Regions from separate parts of the Sus scrofa genome. Here region 2 is linked to region 1. The links are chromatin contacts, called in public Hi-C maps. All regions are on one chromosome and are shown on one strand. The core of a region is the stretch at or near the end of the contact, and the rest is flanking DNA. Distances in the headings are between cores, read along the strand shown. Region 1 holds the start of UBE2Z (ubiquitin-conjugating enzyme E2 Z). Region 2 overlaps IGF2BP1 (insulin-like growth factor 2 mRNA-binding protein 1).

Region 1 (2,888 bases), core at 267-2,766:
CTGTTTAATTTTTATTACAACCTTGAAAAGTAGGTAGAAACTTCTAAAGGAACTCGGAATGTGGGGAATGCGATTACCTAGATGAGCCTGACTGTGATGGGGGCATGGGGAGAGAGACTCTGGCCATCAGCAGACAGGTTTCAGGATCAAGAGCAGCTAAAAAAGCATTCCCTGTTCTAATGTGATACCCACTATGCTAAGCAATTTCGCAAAAACATTATCTATTAGATGATAGGATCTAAGATCAGTCACCCAAGAAATAAGCACAGAAAGGACCTGGGCCTTTGTTCCTATATTTGACTTGGGTCTATTTGCTTCAGAAAGTGAACTACATGACCCAAGGCGAAAAAAAGAACACAGAAAAGAAAGTCTTGCGTGGGACATTACAAGCCAAAGTGAGACTGGGGGGGTGGGGAGGAGGAAGCCTGAGTTCCTGGAACAGGTGTGCGAGTAGACAGCTTTTGGGGTTCTGGAAAAGTGGTGCAAGGGAAGACCTCGGGCATTTGGGGGAAGTGACCGAGACTTGGGGAGGGAACTAAGTGGAAGGGATGTGAGGAGGCCGGGAATAAATAGCCAGGCTGGCCTGGAGTCCCAGGCCCGGCAAAGCAAGCTGTGTGTTACAAACGGGGCTCCGGAGGAGACGACGCAGGGGACCGCTGGGTGGGGCCTCCGGGCAGCATCTAGCAAGCCTGGGGTGGGGAAGGGGGGAGAGGGGCGGCGCGGTGGGCGGGAGGGGGTGTTACTGAGGCGCGCAAAGGTCGGGTTTCGGGCGGGAGGTCGGAAGGTATGGGGGAGGGTGTCCGGACTGGAGGCGTAGGGCTCGGGGGAGGTTGCCGAGGGGCGGGGTCGGACTTGGGCACCCGAGGAGGGGCTTGGTGCGTGTGGGACTGGGGGCGGGGGAAAGGGGACCGGTAGCCCGACACTCTGGGCAGGCGAGACGTGGGCCTCGGAGCTGGGCTGCTGCGAGGGCAGCGCGGAGGCGGCCGGGGGGGGGGGTAGTGGGAAAGGGTGGGGGGCGGGGAAGGTCGAGCTCCGGAGCTCGGGCTGGGGGAGGAAAAACCCCGGCTCACCGCTTGATCCGGAGTAGACACTGCGGCGCGGTTCGCTCGCCGTCCCAGTCGGAGCTGAGTGTGGGGTCCCAGTGGCTAAGCAGCGCGGCCCCGTGGGCAGCGGCCGAGGGCGGGAGCCCGGGCAGCGGAGCCAGGCCGCTCCCCGGTCCCCCGGCCCCGCCCGCTGCCGCCGCCGCCGCCCACACATCCGGCAGGAAAGGCGGCCCGAACCCGCCGCCGCTGCCGCTAACGCCAACAACACCGGCGACGCCGCTTGCCCCGGGGCCCGCCGCCCCGGCTCCCGCCGTCGCCGTCGCCGCCTCCTCGGTCGGACTCTCCGCCATCGCTCCTTCGCTTCCGGGACTGCTCGGCTGCACGTCCGCCGACCAGAGCGGCCGCTGCTCCCTCCCGCTCCCGCACCACCGAGAGCCGGGCCAGAGTGTCCCCACCCTCCGCTTCCACGGCCCGGGTGGCGCTGGCTCCGCCCACCCCCGCCCCGACCAGCGAGAGGCGCTCTGCAAGAGCGTCCACCCACAGTCCTCCAGGGCGGGCGGGGGTCGGAGCTCGTCGTCCAAGAGAGAACTGGGCCTGCGTCGGGCCCGCGCTTTGCGGGAGGAGGGTCTGAGGCGTGTCCCGACTCTTAGGTGCAGTTGAGTGCCCAATGGCAAGGAATGTTTTATTTCCAAGTGTTGAAAGAGAGGAGGGGACGACCACTTCCCCCATTTACAGAGGCGACCCTGAGACGTGCCCGAGGGGTAAGATTGGGGATTCAGCTTCCTTGTAGGGAGGCGCCGAGTAGAGGAGTTGATTCGCTTCCTGTCTGAAAGTCTCTGATTTATCCTTCCTGCACCCTTACCCACGGAGGGCAGGCTGCCATTGCCCCCTGCCTGCAACAGGACCGGGAGGAAAGAAGGACTCAGAACCTACGACTGGAAAACTACCTCGTTTTAGAGTCTATCCAGTATATATTTATGAAGGGCCTGCTAAATGCCAGGCACTGTTGCTAGGCGTTGCCATAGAGATAATGAAACAGACCTAGAGAAGCTTGGTAAAAAGAAGAAAATCAGGCCTCCAAGCTCAGTATTTCTTCACACAAGTCCTTGAATATGCAGGAATCAAGTTTAAATCCTGGGAAGACTCCTCAGGACTTCACTGAAATGTATAACATGAAAAAGAACACTATGGACTAAGAAAAACAAGCCCTCCATTAAAAAAAAAAAAAAAAATCTTTCTTTTTTCTCCCTAGCAAGAGTACAGGATCATAATCTAACACACCACTCCCACCAGGACTTGGAGGGGCAGCACTCAGTAACCAAACCTGCGGATATTTCTGCAGCAAAGCGCATGAGTATTCATCCTAATTTGGATAATGACTATTCATAATACGTCTGACGAATAGCCTCACTTTAGATTATATTTTGCCACCAAGTTTGTTTATTTAAAATAAAGAAGTGTTTACACATCTTTGTGAATTTTCCAACAAGGGATTGTGGAGTTGAATGATAATGGCCAGCATTTATTGAGAGCTAAAATACCGTTTTTTAAGTTAATCTTTTTGTTGTTGTTGTTGCTTTTGAGCCACACCCCTGGCACAGGGAGGTTCCCAGGCTAGGGGTGGAATTGGAGCTGCAGCTGCTGGTTTACACCACAGCCACAGCAATGTCAGATCCGAGTTGCATCTGCAACCTGCACACAGCTCATGGCAGCACCAGATCCCTGACCCGCGGAGCGAGATCAGGGATCAAACCTGCATCCTTGTGGATACTAGCAGGATTTGTTTCCGTTGTGACACAATGCGAACTCCCTAGTTAACCTTTCTTGAGTGCCCAATATGTGCCA
Region 2 (2,888 bases), core at 250-2,749, 100 kb before region 1:
CAAAGGGCGTGGAGTAACCACTTAAAAAGTAGTAACAGACAGGTCTGAGGATAGTGAGATGGAGTGGTTCACACCCCCCCAACCCCCAGCACCATGACCACCCCTTTCCCTCCTCCCAGTTTACTACCCTTTCTCCTTCCCAAATTTCAAATGCCCCTTAAAAAAATTTTCCCTGAGGAAGGCTTTCAAGGTTCAAGGTTGATTCCCAGAGCAATTAATTTGTTCACCCCCCAAATCAATGCCCTAATCCCTGAGCTTAAACATTTCAATTGACTTGATTCTCACCGGTCAATTATCACTTACGTCCTTGCATATTCCTTGTACACAAACTCTTTAGATCAGGGACGGTGCCCAACAAAATCCTGGCGGCATGAGGGAAAATGAAACTGGGAGGCAAGGAAGTCCAGGTCTAGCCCTTAAACTGCCCCTGACTGGCTGTTCTGACTTCGGGCCCCGTATTCCTAGGTCAAGTCCACAGCGGCTCTTGCCAAGCTAGAGGGAAGGGGTGCGGAGAACACATGGGACCGAGGGAAGGGATGCCAAGTTCTCCTTGTAAATGTTCCCATCTTGGCTTCATCCCTGTGACCAAGTGTCTTCAAAAACGGAAGAGTCTTGAAGAGCCCTTCTTGCCCTGCAGCTTTGAAGGTGGAAATGCATTAATGAAATCCCTATCCAGGTTGGAATAGCTTAAGGAGAAAGTAGCACAAGCGCTGGAGGATCTATGTCGATGGCTCTCTGCTTTGGCTGGTTCATGAACCTGATCTAAGTTAGACAAAACTTCCTTAGATCAGGACAAAAGGACAAAGGTGAGAAAACAAGTCCTGTTCCAGGTCCTCAGGTCCCAAACTAGGCCAGCTTCCTGGGATCCAGTTCACTGGCCAAGAGGAAGTCTCAAAGCATCTGCATGACCCAGCACGTGGGATTTCCCATACAAACACGCTTCGTCATGAAATAGGCAAAGAAAATCCAGGGGTCCTCACACAGAGAAAACCAGACTCCTGAAGAACACCGTTGGCCAACTGAGAACACCCATCTACCTTCATGCCAGTGACAGGGTTGGCCAGGCAGAGGGAGGACCTCCCTTCAAGCAAACTCTTCCAGAAGGATGGCGGGGACAGCACCCACTGTGGCGGCCTGCCTGGCAGTCCGCACCAGGGAGGGCTGAAAGCAGCCCCCTGCACAAGCTCAGCACCCTTTCAAGGGTGTCCCTTCCTACAATCTCAGGTCAAAGGTCACAAATACCCTCTACCAAAGCCCAACTCTCAGTTTTAGGGGTTTTCTTTGCAGGGTAGGGAGGAGCTGGGAGGGGATGGGGAGGTGAAATCAAATCTCAGTTTGGGATGTTAATCCATATCCTGAAAGCCATGGCAGTCTGGAATGTCTGGAATGTTCCAGGAGAAGGAGGGGGAGGAGGGCAGGGACACCCGACCAATGAAAGACATCCTGGCAGCCCTCCCCCACCCCTCTAGGGCACACACACCCAATCCTGGGAACCCAGGCCAGGCCCCTTCATGCCTCTGAACCTTTCAGCAAAGCCCCCAACCCTGACAAAGACACCACAGAGGCTATGGAGAACCTTTGTCTTTTAAGCCCTTGGCCTGGTTTGTATTAAGTATGCTGCTACCTCCTTTCTTTCAGGCTCAAAGCACATGGGGCCATGTTGGGAACTGTACCTAGTACTCCCCTCCAGGAACCCCTGAGTAACTCATTCACCCTACCCATTTCCGGATGCCCAGTGCCAGCTGGGCCAGGGCAGCGTGCTGGGGGCTTGCGCTGAGCATTTGGGGGATCGGGTGGAAGCTAAGAGATCCTGCTGACTTCTCTGCTCAGTACCTTAGTTTCCTCCTGTGGAAAACGGGTAGGACTTTTTTGTGAGGACTCGAAGCACAGCAAATGCCCACCATGCCACGGGCTCAGTCCCCGTCCCCAGGAGCCTAATATAGGTAGGTGTCCAGACTAGCATAGGCAGGACTGACAATGAGCCACTACCTGTGAGAACAACATGGTTAGGCTTCTGCATTGGGAGGAAAATAGTAGGAAACACCACAGCCTAGAGTCCCACCCCGCATCCCCTCCTCCCAGGAATAACCAAAGGGCCTCACTCCAGCACTCCTGGGTCCACTGGCTTCCACAGGGTTAGAGTGGAGCCACTGCAGGTAATCAGGTACCACACTCAAGCAGGACCCTAAACTTCAATACCCATTGTTCAGAAAAGCAAGAGAATCCCAGAGGTTCCCAAGCCATCTCTCCCCCTCACCCCAGAGCTGATAAACCTGTTGAGGGAAAGGATGAAGCCTCCAGCCCCTGGCAATGAAGGCAATGGTTGCACCAGCTTAACCATTTTTCTGGGATGCCAATATCCTGTGGCTTCTGACCCCCTCTGCCTGCCCTGACCAGCAGGGTAGTTACCAGGCTCTGGGGCAGTGCCCCAGATACACAACGAAAGGGATGCTCCCTCTTTTTTTTTTTTTTTTTTTTTTTTTTTTTGGTCTTTTTGCCTTTTCCAGGGCCACTCCCCTGGCACATGGAGGTTCCCAGGCTAGGGGTCTCATCGGAGCTGTAGCCGCCGGCCTACGCCAGAGCCACAGCAACGCGAGATCCGAGCCGCGTCTGCGACCTACACCACAGCTCACGGCAATGCCGGATTCTTAACCCATTGAGCAAGGCCAGGGATTGAACCCGCAACCTCAGGGTTCCTAGTCGGATTCCTTAACCACTGAGCCACAACAGGAACTCCGAAAGGATGCTCCTTCTAATGTTGCTGGGGACAAGCAGAGGACGAGGGCCACAGGGACCACGTGACCATTCTTCAGGCCCAGGGGGAGATTCCAGGAGAGACCACAGGGAGACAGCATCCGAGCAACAGCTTAAGGAGTTAAGTGGGACAG

The links. A called contact is a pair of places that touch in the nucleus more often than the background predicts.
Region 2: a Hi-C map of epiblast stem cells shows a contact between it and region 1, with 1.9 times the contacts expected there. The contact joins the enhancer-like site here to the promoter of UBE2Z in region 1. A contact is called at or near these places in 2 of 5 promoter capture datasets (fetal liver and fetal skeletal muscle) and 3 of 47 Hi-C or Micro-C datasets (embryonic fibroblasts, epiblast stem cells and fetal skeletal muscle).

What each region holds. Positions count from the first base shown.
Region 1 is chr12:25,120,700-25,123,587 of Sscrofa11.1, reverse strand. It overlaps UBE2Z (ubiquitin-conjugating enzyme E2 Z), which reads right to left and starts at 1,516. Exons shown (of 7, transcript XM_021067113.1): 1 at 1,071-1,516. The coding sequence starts at 1,393.
Region 2 is chr12:25,221,427-25,224,314 of Sscrofa11.1, reverse strand. All of the region lies in intron 2 of IGF2BP1 (insulin-like growth factor 2 mRNA-binding protein 1), which reads right to left. Among named protein-coding and RNA genes, the nearest start is that of IGF2BP1, 26 kb to the right of the region's middle. Within about 2 kb of position 1,499, at least 6 of the 83 cell types and tissues checked have an H3K27ac peak or open chromatin away from gene starts, as enhancers often do. A contact at or near this core is called in epiblast stem cells, where this site is marked.